5 separate regions of the Sus scrofa genome follow, and regions 1, 2, 3 and 4 are each linked to region 5. A link is a contact called in public Hi-C and HiChIP or PLAC-seq data. All regions are on one chromosome and are shown on one strand. Each heading gives the region's core, a stretch centred on a gene start, on an enhancer-like site or on the middle of the called end of the contact. The rest is flanking DNA. Distances are from core to core; before and after follow the strand shown.

Evidence for each region. A called contact is a pair of places that touch in the nucleus more often than the background predicts. HiChIP or PLAC-seq counts read pairs in DNA pulled down with a chosen protein or histone mark.
Region 1: a contact with region 5 is called in an H3K27ac HiChIP or PLAC-seq map of alveolar macrophages. The contact joins the promoter of HERC3 here to the promoter of FAM13A in region 5. A contact is called at or near these places in 1 of 5 promoter capture datasets (liver), 2 of 47 Hi-C or Micro-C datasets (embryonic fibroblasts and heart right ventricle) and 1 of 2 datasets of contacts at active chromatin or transcription factors (alveolar macrophages).
Region 2: an H3K27ac HiChIP or PLAC-seq map of skeletal muscle shows a contact between it and region 5. The contact joins the enhancer-like site here to the promoter of FAM13A in region 5. A contact is called at or near these places in 2 of 5 promoter capture datasets (fetal skeletal muscle and liver), 8 of 47 Hi-C or Micro-C datasets (alveolar macrophages, embryonic fibroblasts, epiblast stem cells and 4 more) and 2 of 2 datasets of contacts at active chromatin or transcription factors (alveolar macrophages and skeletal muscle).
Region 3: a contact with region 5 is called in a Hi-C map of skeletal muscle, with 5 times the contacts expected there. The contact joins the promoter of PIGY here to the promoter of FAM13A in region 5. A contact is called at or near these places in 2 of 5 promoter capture datasets (fetal skeletal muscle and liver), 18 of 47 Hi-C or Micro-C datasets (alveolar macrophages, brain, embryonic fibroblasts and 10 more) and 2 of 2 datasets of contacts at active chromatin or transcription factors (alveolar macrophages and skeletal muscle).
Region 4: a contact with region 5 is called in an H3K27ac HiChIP or PLAC-seq map of skeletal muscle, with 7 times the contacts expected there. The contact joins the promoter of NAP1L5 here to the promoter of FAM13A in region 5. A contact is called at or near these places in 3 of 5 promoter capture datasets (fetal liver, fetal skeletal muscle and liver), 2 of 47 Hi-C or Micro-C datasets (brain and fetal skeletal muscle) and 2 of 2 datasets of contacts at active chromatin or transcription factors (alveolar macrophages and skeletal muscle).

Annotation. Positions count from the first base shown.
Region 1 is chr8:130,465,896-130,468,595 of Sscrofa11.1, reverse strand. It overlaps HERC3 (probable E3 ubiquitin-protein ligase HERC3), which reads left to right and starts at 1,285. Exons shown (of 25, transcript XM_021100756.1): 1 at 1,285-1,444. LOC102166545 (a long non-coding RNA gene) reads right to left here and starts at 1,192. Exons shown (of 3, transcript XR_001298531.2): 1 at 1,029-1,192; 2 at 318-525.
Region 2 is chr8:130,330,253-130,333,147 of Sscrofa11.1, reverse strand. No RefSeq gene overlaps it. Among named protein-coding and RNA genes, the nearest start is that of NAP1L5, 33 kb to the left of the region's middle. Within about 2 kb of position 1,522, at least 14 of the 83 cell types and tissues checked have an H3K27ac peak or open chromatin away from gene starts, as enhancers often do. A contact at or near this core is called in skeletal muscle, where this site is marked.
Region 3 is chr8:130,526,205-130,529,176 of Sscrofa11.1, reverse strand. It overlaps PIGY (phosphatidylinositol glycan anchor biosynthesis class Y), which reads right to left and starts at 1,606. Exons shown (of 2, transcript NM_001271967.1): 1 at 1,332-1,606; 2 at 1-233. The coding sequence starts at 2. It overlaps PYURF (PIGY upstream reading frame), which reads right to left and starts at 1,606. Exons shown (of 2, transcript NM_001271968.1): 1 at 1,332-1,606; 2 at 1-233. The coding sequence starts at 1,534. The coding sequence ends at 92.
Region 4 is chr8:130,363,269-130,365,968 of Sscrofa11.1, reverse strand. NAP1L5 (nucleosome assembly protein 1 like 5) reads right to left here and starts at 1,403. Exons shown (of 2, transcript NM_001206893.1): 1 at 1,285-1,403; 2 at 505-1,282. The coding sequence starts at 1,403. The coding sequence ends at 817. All of the region lies in intron 22 of HERC3 (probable E3 ubiquitin-protein ligase HERC3), which reads left to right.
Region 5 is chr8:130,020,088-130,022,948 of Sscrofa11.1, reverse strand. It overlaps FAM13A (protein FAM13A), which reads right to left and starts at 1,368. Exons shown (of 24, transcript XM_021100748.1): 1 at 1,134-1,368. The coding sequence starts at 1,160.

The DNA.
Region 1 (2,700 bases), core at 36-2,535, 450 kb before region 5:
TCGACTTCTGTGAGATGGCTACACCTCCAGCATAAATGAATTGTGTTTATCTTGTCCCCAGTGTTTCTGGAGGTGTCCAGTGTGATTCAAACTTCAAAGGTTGGAATTATTTTCTTAGAGGACATCAGCTACCAGACAATTGAGATTCTGCTGGCTTATCTTGCTTGTCTCAGGAGCATGTGGCAACTTGCCTTATGTCCCTGAGAATACATATGCCAGCCAACAGGGCCCTGGCCCCAGGATATGCTACTTCCCCAAACTTCTTTTATGCTTGATCAATCTATTAAATTCTCAGAGAAGGTAATTGCAGACCTGACCTGATTTGAACATCCTTGAGAAGAATCTGGCCTCAAAAGACCTTCCCCGGTTCAAATGGCAGGTGACAGAAATTCTTCCACTAGTAAAGTCATTCTTTTGGGTTAAAGTAGTACTTTCCCAGTATTCTGCTTCTGTCTTGCAAATTGGGGGGGGGGGGCGCAGAAGATTCCTGCAGTCACCTTTGCCGTGTTTTCTTCCCAAGATTTTCTGTGGATCAGAAGAGGACCAAGGGAAGCACCGTGACCTTGGGGAGGAGGAGGAAGCTCAGAGATTCGGTGCCAGGGAAAGTAGGGGAGGGCAAACTTCTTTATCCATTATTGGGCTTTAGGTCACATGGTGACTTTGAGACAGAAGATTTTACCATCTCCCGATCCGCGACTTCTCGGCATGCTCCCCCAGCCCCCTCCTCCAATTTCCCCCAAGCCCCCCTTGATCTGTAGAGCCTCTCTTCTCTTCCACCCTTGTCTTCGAGGATCCCGGGCAAGCGCCCACCTCCTTCCCGCCTCTCCAAAGGCGCAGCCCCGCTTTCGGCTCGGAGCTTCCTCCCGTCCCCCGAAGGCGAGGGAAACAAGACACCTCCACCGTGGGTGGAATAAGACACTTCATAACTCACCCTTAATTGTCACCCTCTAGCTTTTCCCCCTATGCCCAAGGTTTTTGGTCCCCTCTGCACAGAGAATAAGACAGAGCCTAGAACCGGAAAAACGAACCGCTGATCCGTCCCGACCGCTTCCACCCTGTTCCAGCGCTAGCGCTCTGCGTCTTGCAGCCGGATCGTGGCCGACCCAACACCGGCGCCGCTGTCCCCTCCCCGGGCCCGCAGGTCCTGTCACCTCGGGCCGCCCCCGCCTCCCTGCCGAGCCTGGGCCTCGCCCCGCCTCCAGCCCGCGGACCCCGCCGCCCCGCCTCCGCCTCCGACTCCGCCGCGGCCGCCGTGGGTGCGGGTCCGCCCCAGAAGGGCGCCCATTGGCCGGGCGGGCCGTCCTTCACCCAAGCGCATTCCGCCGCCCGCAGGCTTGCGGGGAAACTTCCTTATTATTGTGACGCCGAAATCCGAGAAACCCCGAGCCGGGCCGGTGGCGCTCTTACCGTCGGAATCCCGAGCGGCGGTGCGGCGGCCGCCAAGGTGCGCGGGGAGGGGGGGCGGTCCTGGGAAGGAGGGCACCGCGGGGCTGCAGCCGCGCGCCCGCCGCGTTCCGCGCCGCCCGGCTGTCAGCGCGCGGCTCCCGGCGGGGCGGCCGCGGCTGCTGGGCGCTTCCCGCGGCGACCTGGGGCCCGGCGCGCGGGGCGGTCGGGGCGCGGTGCCGGCGGGGCGCGGGCGGCCGGGCTGCGCGGGGTGCCCCTGGGCCGCGCGGGCGTCCTCGGGGCTCTCGCTCTGACCTAAAGAGCCCTGGCGCCCGGAGAGGCCGGAAGCCGCTTGGAAAATCGGAGCGCCCCCCACCCCGACTCGGCTGCCTGCAGGCTGGGAGGGATTGCGACGCAGAAAGTCAAAAGAGGATCCTCCCCTTCCTCCTCGCCTGGCCCGATTTAAATTCCGGGGCTCCGGTGACCCCGTTGCGGTGAGGGGCGCGCAGCCTTGGGGGCGGGCGGGGCCTCTGCGTTTGGGGGAACCGGGGAGGCTGCGAGGAGTTTGCGCTGGAGCCGGGGGGCTCCGTGGCCTCGGTGACAGCGCCGGTGGGGCCGCGGTGCCCGGCACCACCCACCTCGCGGAGGCCGGGCCGGGCTCGCCCGGTGGGAGTCCGCCTCCTGGGCGGAGCCGGGGCGAGGGTGTGTGTGGACACGTGTGTGTGCGTGTGTGTGCGGACACGTAAGTGCGCGGACGGGCGCGGGGGTGTCAGGAACTGGGACGTTCGGGGGCAGGTGGCACTTTGAGTCATTTGTGAATGTGTGGAGTGGGCACACCGGGACAACTGACCGGGAAGAGCATGTGTAACCTGAAAAAGACCAAGCCGGGGAGGGCTGTGGAGACCGCACCTAAAGCAACAACTATGCGTTGATTCCGGGTCTGCACCGTGGGCTCCGGGAGACGTGCATTTGAACTTTGCGTCGGGTATGTCAGTGTTTCTGGTTGTTTTCTGATTCCATTTTACTGTAGCTTTTAAGTTAGCTTCATTAGGAAGTACCTTAAATTCAGAGCGCAGCCTTCCAGGATTTTTTCTTGCATTCGGAGGCACGGAATGCTTCAGGAAAGACAATTCGAGAGCTCTCTTTCATTTTGGTGTGTCTCCTGGCTTTTTCCACAGATATGAAGCTGTTTCTAGGTTCCTTTCATCTGATGGTTTGATAACATCAAGTGAACTGCTCTCTCAACTCCAGACTGAGAAGAGTGGAATAAAATGAGAATTAACACCCTTTTACAATGCAGTGACTCTGGAGAGAGAG
Region 2 (2,895 bases), core at 273-2,772, 310 kb before region 5:
GAAGAAATGATAATTATGCGATGTGATGGCAGTGTTAGCTAAGGCTAGCATAGTAATCATTTTACAACCTGTGTGTGGATCAACGCACATACTGCAGACCCTAAACTTACACAATGTTACATGTCAATCATATATCTCACTAGAGCTGGAAAAAATAGCCAAATCACAGTTAACCAGATGAGGTCGATAAAGATGGAATAAAGGAGGGCATACAACACCGTATCAAAACAGATTTCATAGAGTGTTTTGTGGTAGGGTCAAGCATAGAAGAGAGTAAATTAAAATCAAGGCTAGTCTGCAGGATTTTATCATTTCCTCTCAAAAAGAAATAGAAGTGTGGGTTATCTCCAGTTTTCTTTGGTTCTCAACAACAGAGCCAAGCAGATTTTAAACCAACTGTCAAGACTCTAAAATATCTAAGAACACGATGCCCGTGTTGCCTTTGCACGTCTCTGTTGGTCGCCAGGGTTGCTGGCGTCGTGAGTCTTCTGGTGTGGGAACGTCTCCATCTTTAAGAGACGCCTTTGTGGGGCATTGATGGGGGCGGTTGGCAGCCTCCAGCAGGAGCCTTATCTTGGGGATCAGTGTCTCAAATGGCTGAGGAAGCGCTTGGGAGGAGGAGGAGGGAGTAGATCCTCATGAATTCTGGGAAAGGTGGATGTTTTCTCCTATGGATTAGATCCAGGGAATTCTCCAGCGGGATGTGACGGAAGCTACTGCCACACCCTTCCGGGTCGGGGTGACCTGACAAGAGCAGACCCTGCGTAGGGCGTGGCAACTGCTGGTCTCTGACGTCAAGGATGCCAACCTAGATGGACTCAAACGCTTGTCCACACTGAGTCGGGCATGGGTTTGGGTTTCCCTCTTAATGCCCTTTCCGTGTGGAGTGAGAAACCGGGATACGCGAGAGAGGAGGTGCTGGAGAAGGAGTCCCACCCCCTGGTGGAGGAGTCTTTGCATCTGTATAAATAAACCAGGCTCTGGTCCTTTATTTCCTTCTAAAAGTCACGGAGTGTGTCCTCCTCGGTTATGTGTGGAGAAAATTAGTTCAGTTGTCAGCTTTTTTTCTTTTTTTCTTCCAAGAGTGGCTGGATGCTTGGCAGGCCTCGCAGTCACATGGTCTTCAGATCTTTTAAAAGCTGATTTTCCTGGGCCTAATCCCAGGGAGTTGGATACCATCTACGGTAATTATTGATTCAGCTCCCATTGGTATTGAACTTCCTGAGAAATTAAGAACTAAAACACACAACACACACACACACACACAAACACACACGCACCTCAGATGAAGGCAAACCCTAAATCAGATGAAGTGTTTGATGGTCAGCTTTTCTTGAGGATTAGGAGACAGAGCAAGCCAAAGAGCAGGTTCAGAAATAACCCCAATCACCACGGGGTCACAGGAGGCCGGAGCGCTTGAGGGGCAAAGGTCAACATCAAGTGCCAACTAGGTACTGGCTCATGGGCCCGGCAGAACCAGCCTGCCCCTGCCAAAGGCTTCTAGTTGTTGAAAACTGGTCTTCTGACCTTTCGTGCCTGGGCGCTCTCGGGAGCTCAGATGTTGGCCCCAGGACTCTCAAGTTCAAGTCACAGGCAGACTGTTTGCCGAGGAGACTTGGAGTCTGCATTTCTGAGGTAATGGGGGCAGGGCCCTCCTTCGATGAGTGTGTGAGGTCATTTGAACCCAAAGCTTGCTCCATTGCTGGCACTTTGCCCCCCTGGGGCGGATGGGGCAGAGAAGGAAGACCCCAGGCCCTCGCCCCTTCCAGCCTTGCCCTCGGGCTGGATGAAATGCAGTCTGCTGATTAGAGCTTGCCAGAACCCCAGCAGCTCTCCTCCCTGGGGTATGCTTTGTCTTTAGTTGTTTAAAAATATAGCCTGAGACAGAAACTTCAAGACACCACATGACCTAGAAATCTGTTCAAAAGTTTTTCCCTTCCTTCCCTGAATGCATCTCAGGCGTTGCCACCTCTGTCTCCACTGCTGTTTGGTTCCTTCTTTTGTACGTGTCTGAGCCCATACAGGCCTCCCAAGATGCTTTAGGGAGAAGGGGCCTCTGGCAGGGGAGGGACTGAGCAAGCAGAGATGTTTGGAGAAAGCCGCACACAGGTTTTGAGGCAAACTCCTTGAGAATAGTCCAAATTTTACTTTTTTTTTTTTTTGTTTTTGTCTTTTTGCCATTTCTTGGGCCGCTCCCGCGCGGCATATGGAGGTTCCCAGGCTGGGGTGAATTGGAGTTGTAGCCGCTGGCCTACGCCAGAGCCACAGCAACACGGGATCTGAGCCCGTCTCCCAATTTTACTCTTTCTGCAAAGAGAATCCAGAAATCTTGCCCACCGGTTGGTCCTGACTGGTGCTTGAAGGGCTGGAGGTACCTGTGCTGTTTTTCATGCAAACGAGGATCAGAGGGGGAGGGCAGTGGGGGTGGGGGAGCACCATGCCTTTCCTGTCCTGCTTCAAACATGCCTTGTTTGGACGTCAACCTAGAAAGAATCCTTGTCTCTGTGCTGATGACAGCAGCACGCGGCCCCGCGTGCTGAAGCCTCGCTGTGTGTTCCTCCAAGTCAATTCACAATAACCCCAATAAGGTGGGTACTACGACTGTTCCCGTTTTTCAGACGAAGCGGCAGAGATGGGGAGAGAAAGGACTGTGCCCAGACCATGGAGCTGGGCCATCCGTCCACATCAGGACCTTAAACATCAGGCAGCCCTTGGCCTCCGCTGGCATCAGGTGCGCCGGTTTCTGTCAACCTGGATTTTGAACGGATGGGAGCTGCTCATTCCCCGAAATACCCAGGGTGCAGTCTGCACCCTCTCCTTCAAGTAAGGTCTTTGGTCCAGCAGCATCTTGGCACCTGGAAACTTGTCAAAAATGTAGATTGTGGAGTGTCTGTT
Region 3 (2,972 bases), core at 357-2,856, 510 kb before region 5:
ATTCTTCTCTCCCACCCACCACCCGCCACGCTGGCTTCTTCGAAGGTGGATGGTGTTTAGAAAATTTCCTTGTGTTGTGTTTACGTATGACCTAGTGCTGCTTCATTTCTTCTTGCTTCTTATTTTGATGTGTCATCCTAGCTGCCTGTGGTATCATATTAGGAATCCCGTCAATAATCGGATAGGCTATTCCCAGCTCTTCATTAATCAATTCATTTGTCGATGGTTCATATCTGAGGGGCAGAAGAAAACCAAAATGAATCCCGGAAGAGTCTGAGGTTCAATAAACAGTAACATTTATCCAATTCTTCACACAGTTAGAGCCAGAAAAGCAGAATTAGACTGTTTTTCATTCTAAAAGCAGCAGTAGCCAATTCAACCATTTCTCTTAGAAAAGGAATCTCTAATTGTTCCCATTTTAGTCTGTTTCTCTCATTTTCTTTTTCACGTTATTCTTAAGCTATGCCTTAGTGGAAAAAAAAAAAGAAAAGATCTCTCCTTTTCATCCAAATATTCCTTCATGACTCTTTTAAACCCTCAAACGATCCCAGCTAATTTACTACTGGAACAGACACGAGAGGAAAATTCAGCTTCTTCGCTTATCAGAACACCTGCCTCACTGATCCATGAGAAGGAAACCACGGAAGCAGCAATCTACCACCCAAAGGCAGCCACTGATGACACTGCGGTGTTTGCTAGTATTGTCCACGTTCAGGTTTAGCAGCCTGCAACTGCAGAGATGTTTATCCTAAAGAGTCTAGGTGAAAGGTTAAGAAGGCCTTTACAGAACCGGCTGGTCGAGAACTAAAAACCAAAGGGCCGCACACGTAGCTGATGCGCTTAAGATCCTACCCGGCGTTTTCGCAACAATCTGGAAGCTATCACATTTTTCATCGCCTTGCCTTAAAAATCTGAATGCCATGGATTAGTCTTCCGAATCCCGAGTTCATAACCCTGGCTGTACAGGAAGATCACTTGGGATCCTTTCAAGAAAATACGCAGTTGCTCTGGCTCGGCCCCAAGGCCTTCGGATTGAGCCCGGGTGGGGCGTTGCCTAGAGATCTGCGTTTTAAGAAGGATTCCCCCGAGATTCTAAAACGCTGCCGGCGGAGAAGCTGCCCGCCAGGATCCAGGCCTGCGAGTGGCCGGTTTGGTCCGGGAGGCCTGGGGCTCGGCTGGGGCCTCCTCCCGCCCTTCCCGCGGCGGAGCGAGTACCCGGGAAGCTGGCGGGCCCGGGTCCAAAACATGGCAGCGAAGAACACCCGGGTGACCTGAACGTCTCCCCGGCGACAGGGGGCCACCAGGGAAAAGCCGCAGCGGACGAATCTTACCTGAGCGGCTTCTTGGACAGCGGGCACACCAAGAACTCCAGCAGCGCCGGGTCGAAGGCGCGTGGCGGTTTCCCCTCCTTCTTGTTCTCGTCCGCGGACGGCCGCGAGCCCGAAGCGTGCAGGCACCTCCTGGCGACCGCGGACGGCGGCGCGCGTGTCCCTCGCAGCGCTAAGGCGAGCCGACCGCGCGCTCCGCTCAGCATGGTCTGGCCGCCGGCGCGCGGACCTCCGCACCCCCTGGGCCGCTCCGGCCGCTCCAGCCGATCCCGGGGAGTCCCGCCCAGGCGGCCAGGCCCCGCCCCCCGGTGCTCGGGAAACGCTGCCCCCGACGGCTGGAGGCCCGCTCTTTGGTTCCGAGGGCGCTCGGGACCCGACTGCTTTTCCCGCGGCACCGCTCGGTATGGAGAGCCCCGCCTGCAGCCTGGGCTTTCTGCGGCTCTTCCTGCCCGTTTGCAGGTTGCAGACAAAACCCACGCTCAAGTGGAGGCGTCCTGAGTTTTCACCAGGGCCTGTCGCAGGGCCTCCAGGAAGCCAGTGGCCGGACCTCAGAGTCACACAGTGATAGACTTGGACCTCCGTGGTTATCACCAAAAGGAGGTTTCCAACACACTGTCACACTGGGTATGTTAAAAAGCATTACTTGTTTTATGTGTATCTGTCAGTCTTTGCAGTACCACACTTCCTATAACCTTGTTTGGCTTTTTTTTTTTCTCCTTTCATTAAAAAAAATATAAGAACGGGAAAAGAATGGCTTAGTCCTCTTAAACTTAAGATGCCCAGTTTCTTACCCTGGGCTCAATGGCATAATAATAGCACCACTCATTTGCTTCTGTAAATGAGCTTGGAAACCGCAAGGAGTCTAAGTAACTGTGTCCTTTAATTAAGTGGGTGATCCACACAGTGGTTTTTTTCTCGCCCCGCATTTGCTTCTGACTCTCCCAGAAAATGATGCGGATTTGATCTCTTTCTTATAGTGTAGGAGGTAAGTGCCGGGGGTCCGGGCCTGACACCTTGGTCCCAGGTGCATCGTTTACTAGTTGTAGGGCTCCCGCAAATCTCCTAACTCCCCAGCTTTCTTTTCTTTTTCTTTTTTTTTTTTTTTTTTTTTTTTTTGTCTTTTTGCCATTTCTTGGGCCGCTCCCGCGGCATATGGAGGTTCCCGGGCTAGAGGTCGAATCGGAGCTGTAGCCGCCGGCCTACGCCAGAGCCACAGCCACGCGGGATCCGAGCCGCGTCTGCAACCTACACCACAGCTCACGGCAACGCCGGAACCTTGACCCACTGAGCAAGGGCAGGGACCAAACCCGCAACCTCATGGTTCCTAGTCGGATTCGTTAACCACTGCACCACGACGGGAACTCCCTCCCCAGCTTTCTTATCTGTGTAATTAGATTAATTATTGTTCCTACCTCATATAATTCCATCCTGGGGCTTAAAATGTGCTAATGAATGCAAAGAGTATTTAGAAAAATGCCTGTGGCAAATGAATGCTCAGTTAATGGCATATGTTGTCATTTTTATTTTCTCTATTCTTTGCAGCCCAGTATACTAGAAGATTCTTGGTTAGTCATCAAAATCCACCCCCTTTTTTTGTCCTTTTAGGGCCGCACCTGCAGCACATGAAAGTTCCCAAGCTAGATA
Region 4 (2,700 bases), core at 154-2,653, 340 kb before region 5:
TACAATGCTAAATAAAGGGATTTAATACTTAAACATCGGGGGGGGGGGTTTACACCTTTGTAAGTAGACACGCTCAAGAAAACACACATAAACACGAGACTCTAAATAATGCACACGTATGTTGACAATATTGTACAGGTTCTACACCCTCCTTCTCAGAACCACGTTGTTTCACTACATTCACATACTCAGCACAGTCTTTAGAATTTGAAGTGGCAGTTTTCTTGGCCTCATTAACAGTACTGTCATGATCTCTGGCACCGGCTTCCTGCATTCCATCACGCTTCTCGAAAAGTGTGAAGCTGAGGTCTAGGTTATAAAAGCAAAGTCTTAAAAGATGAGATTTTTTTTCTTGGGTTCTTCTTCTCTGCGCTGGAAAACTGCAGGGCTAAAGAAATGGAAGAATTGGGCTTTGGAAACACGTTCCGTCTCGGCTTGTGTGTGGGTTCAGTGCGTGGGGCGATGATGGTGTGATGAAAGGGTTTCAAAGTGACGTCTTTACTTCATATCTGCTTGACACCCTTCGTAAGTCTCAACTCCAGTCCTCGCAGAAGAGATCATGAAAACATCATTTTAAATTTAACTCCTTTTCAAGACTTTTCGATGTTTTTGTGTTCCAATTGGAAATCACATTTGAAACGGGCTGGCCAGAATCGGATTGCATCAATTTAGTATTGTTTCAGGAATGTCAGAATTGATTCACGTTGAATTTTGGTGCAAAACCTGAGCCTTTTCAAGTCCACCAATATTAAAAAAAAAAAAAAAATCTGGGTTTTGATCTGCATCGTCATTCTCCTCTGCCATCTCGGCCCCCGCTTATTTCTTGGCGTCATCAGACACTGCAGAGTGGGGACCCTCGTCTTTGGCAGCCGCCGCCGCCGCCCCCGCCGCAGCCTCTGCCGCAGGCTCTTCCTCCTCCTCCTCCTCCTCCTCTCCCTCCTCCTCCTCCTCGTACTCCTCCTCATCGTCTTCCTCCTCATCCCCCTCTAAAGTCCATGCACACCCCTCCATCTCACCGGTGAGCTCTTGGATCTTGGCGAGTAAGGGCTTATAGATGTCGTTGTACTTTTTCTCCAGCGCCTGAAATTCCTTGTCGAATTTGGCTTCGATCTTATCGCACCGCTTCTGCAGCTTTTTCAGGGCCAGGACCCGGCATTTCACCGAGTTAGGCAGGCTCTCGATAAAGTCATTTCTAGGCTTGGGTGCATTCTCCGCAGGGGCCTGGGGCTCCTCGGCCGTCTGGCCGACCGCACCGTCCGAGTCTCCGGACGCGCTGTCCGAGTCCCCCCCTGCGCACCGCCTTCCGCCATTACCTCCTCCACCGCCGCGGCCGCCTCCGCTGCTGCGGCCGCCGCGGCCGCCTGGCCGGGCTCCGCGGGGCCCTGGTTCTCGGGATCGGCCATGTCAGAGCAACCGCGCAGGGGTCTGGGTGGCTCCCGCAGAGGCCGGCACCCGAGCTGCAGCGCAGTGATGCTGCGGCTGCGGCAAGCGGCAAGTGGCAAGCGGCGCTGACGTCGGCGGCGGCGGCGGTGGCGGCGCGGCCCCGCCCCCCTCCCGCGGGCCCTTGACTGGCTCCGCGGCATCAGCTGACGGTCGGGCCCTCGAACCGCACCGGCCGCCTCCTGTTGCTACCCTGCCGTCTCCCCCGCACTGCGGGCGGTGTCAGGACCCGTTTCCTAGATACTCTGCCCCCCCCCCGCCCGCAGCCCTCCCCCAGTGGAGGGCGCTGGGGAAGGCAGCGGGGGTCTGCGGCACGTCTGTAGCAAGTGCGTGGACGGCCTCAGCCGTTTCCACTTGGCCCCTCGAGCCCCCCGGGTGCTTGGGGACATCTGGCCGTGCATCTGGCCTGGTGTTTGTCTCCATCTCCCCGGCGCTGGCGTTGGGCTGCCTTGGTGGGCGCCTCTGGCTTTCTCTGGGGGTGGGGGGAGTCAGCTTTGGTCACCTCCAATTCCAGTGAGTGTCTTCCCAGACTGGTGGAACCGACGCCGGTCCACCCTCTGTGGGACCCGGATGAGGGTGCGTGGGGGGTGGGGACAGTGCAGGTTGCACGCCCATCCCCCCTCACCCGCCCCCCCAACGTACCCTCTGGGCCATTTCTCCGCCCAGCAGCGTATTTACCAGGGACAGAGCCTTTTCTCAGCTAAACGGACCCTGGAAGCAGTTTTGGACCCCTAGGAATAGGGAATCTCAGGAACCCGGGTATCCTGGAATGTTCCAGAAGATTCTTCAGAATCCTTGTCCTGTGGGAAGGAAAAAGCTGGAGGCCGCCCAGGCGCACAAGGCCTTCTGACCCCTGGGGCCCAGGGCGAGAGCCCCTGACTGAGCGGAGCTGAAGCTTGTGTTTAGGATTGCTGTGCCTTAGGGACGCACAGACACACAGGGTGTATGCCAAGGCGCACCACGGTTCGGCATGTGTTGTGTGGGTCTTGCCGGTGATTGGCAGCATCTGAGAACATTAAAAAAAAAAAAAGTTAAATATGGAACTCTTGTTTTCTAGTAGTGAAATGAGTAGACATTTTAATTGCTCATTTATTAAACCAAACCTGCAGCTTCTTGCACAAGGACCAGGGCAAAGATATGGAAGACAAACGTTACTGCGAGGGATTCCGCAGGCATGTTTTCAGATTCAGCATTACTGATGTAAATGTTTTACTTTCATTATATTGGGAGTTGCTGAAGCTTTTTTGTAAACACGTGTGA
Region 5 (2,861 bases), core at 119-2,618:
TTGGGGCTGAAAGGAAGGGAGTCAGGAAGACGGGCTCACAGGATGCTGAGAAGTTCTGAGCGTGGACATGAGGGTGTCACCTTGCAGTCTTAACTAAGAAAATTCAACCTGTGGGACTAAGCCACCATCTGGTGGCCATTCAGGGCCTAGGTGTCAAAAATTACCCAGCTATGTCTGGTAGGATGCCATCACAGCCTACAACAAAATGCAGCTCTTGCTGAAACCTGAAAAACACATTGGATCTGACCTATATGTGATGACACGTGGGAGAAATGAAAGGTGATAATACAGAATAAGATATTTCTCATGTAGTACCTCCAGGGACAAATATAATGCCCACCTAGAATACAATATCAACTTGAGATTTTATTTATGCATTTGCTATACACTGAAATTAAAAAATTTAATTACAGTATCCTGAAGTTAAGTAATTGAAGATAAATTTGGTTACTGCAAAAGCTTACACGTAAGCACCAACGGAAGTGCTTTGAAATTCATGAATTTCAGCCCTAGACATATACACATTTTCCCATAGATTTTTAGATCAGTGTTATTTACTGCTGCTACAGTATTACAACCAGTGGTTTCTATAGGTGACTCAGGATTCACACACATTTATTAGCTTAGTTAGCTCTTTTACCATCACTTTTAGCAACCCTCCTGAAACAAAAATTCTAGAATTACTAAATGAAAACAAAAATGTGGAATGAAAAAAAATGTTACATTCTCTGAGGGAAATTGATGAATGGTTACTTTAATTCTTTTAATTCATGCTCCATCTAGGCACAAGATATTTCCAGTAGCTACAAGGAAGCGTTCGTATTTAACTCTTTCAGAACAAAAAAAGTCTTACAAGGCTTGAGACTGATCGACAGTAGATCAAGTTCACGGACCCCAATGAGCTCCGCATGCATCGCTCTTCACTTTTTTTTGGAAAAGGAAAGTGGACGAAAAGACGGACTGCCCCCCCCCCCCAATCAACGTCCATGTGAATAGAAAGGAATTTAAGGGAACCTTCCCCCCACCTCCTAGGAAGGGAAAAACTAAGTGACACAGGCATCGCAAAACCGGGAGGGCCGAGGCCTCTGCGCGCCCTGGCAGGGCGCACGGAGGCAGAGGTGGCCTGTACTCACACAGATGGCGAGAGCGCCCGCCCCCATCTCGCAGGAAGTGCCCGGTGGCCCTGATGGAGCCGGGTTGGAACCATCAAGATCACGGCACAGCCCTCAAATTCCACTCTGGCGATGTGCGCGGATGTGAAACCCAGCTCCGGATCCGGAGTCCCCGCGGAAGGCGCGGAGCGGCTCCTAACATTTTCGGAAGTGTGGTTTGGCTTCTGATTTGGCGAAACCCACGTGGCCGGGAGGACTGCCTGGAGTTGAAATTTGATCCAGAGCCTCTAGTACCAGCGAGCGGAAGGAGTCATGTGACCTGGGCCTTAAGTTGCTGACATCTTTTTCGGAAACCTGGCTCGCTAGAGGTCACACACTGGCGCCTTCAGTTTGGAACCGCCAACCACCTGGTGATTGTCATCAATAGGACTTAGCTTAGTGCAGAAAGCAAAGCGAAACACACACCTGCTTCCTGTCGCTACTCATCCCGAAGAGAAATTCACGGAGTCACCCGCCGGTTTCATCTGCAGGCATATTCCTCCTTCTCCCGAGGCAGTTTTCATTTCTATCCCGAGGCAGTTTTCATTTCTATGGCTCCCTAGAAATCGGTTAAATTCTATCAAAATTTTCTTCCTTTCACCTTTATCAGGATTGTTCTACGTGCAGATGCTCTATTTTATGTAGCTGTTACTTACTGCTTCTAATTACATTCAAATTATCTTGCATATACTGGGGATAAACATAAAAGCCCATGTTTCTAGACAGCCATAAATCTACATATGTGATTTACAGTCTGGAAAATTAGCCTCTGGCTGAACCTTCAAGAATTTGCTACTCCATATGCTGTGTCATTAGAAAGTCTGATTTGACAATTTCCAGAACAGATAGCTAAAATATCCATTTCATATAAATCAGAAGGAAACTGCCCTATTTTTTATTATTACTTTTCTGTCAAATCTTTTTTTGGGCACATTTTAGGAGAATGCTGATGAATATTACCTATGAAGTTTCATCTGATGTAACTTTAAAAGGCTTAAATTTACTCCAATCACAAAACATAACAACCTTATATCTTAAGGGGAGGAGGTGTAAGGAAAAGAGAAAACAAATCACCTCCCATTTCAAAACTTCTCTTCAAATCTAGTATTCTTTGTGTACCCATAGCCAACTCATGCTGCCCACAGCGGAGCTAAGGTGACAACTAGTACTAAGCAAACCACAGGACACAGCAGAGTACGTTTTATTTCCACGTGCACACAAAACACTGCACAGACTCGACTTCCACACGGCAGAATAACACCATCCCAAGGCCATACAAAGACATGGAGATGGGAGAATGACAGCATTTTTTCTACTAAAAAAGAAAATTTTGGAGTTCCCATCGTGGTTTAGCAGAAATGAATCTGACTAGTATCCATGAGGTTGCAGGTTCGATCCCTCGCCTCGGTTAAGGATCCATCATTGCCAAGAGCTGTGGTGTAGGTCGCAGACGTGGCTCGGATCCCAGGTTGCTGTGGCTACTGGGGAGGCTGGCAGCTGTAGTTCCTATTTGACCCCTAGCCTGGGAACCCCTATATGCTGTGGGTATGGCCCTAAAAAGGCAAAAGACAAAAAGAAAAAATTTTCAACTTCTAGATTAAGATAATCTAGATGCTGTCACTTCTGCTTCCCATTCACCCATTAGAAAACTGGGCTCAGTGCTAAGGAAAAAATCAAAAAATAAACGTTTGCTAATACTTGAAACATGTG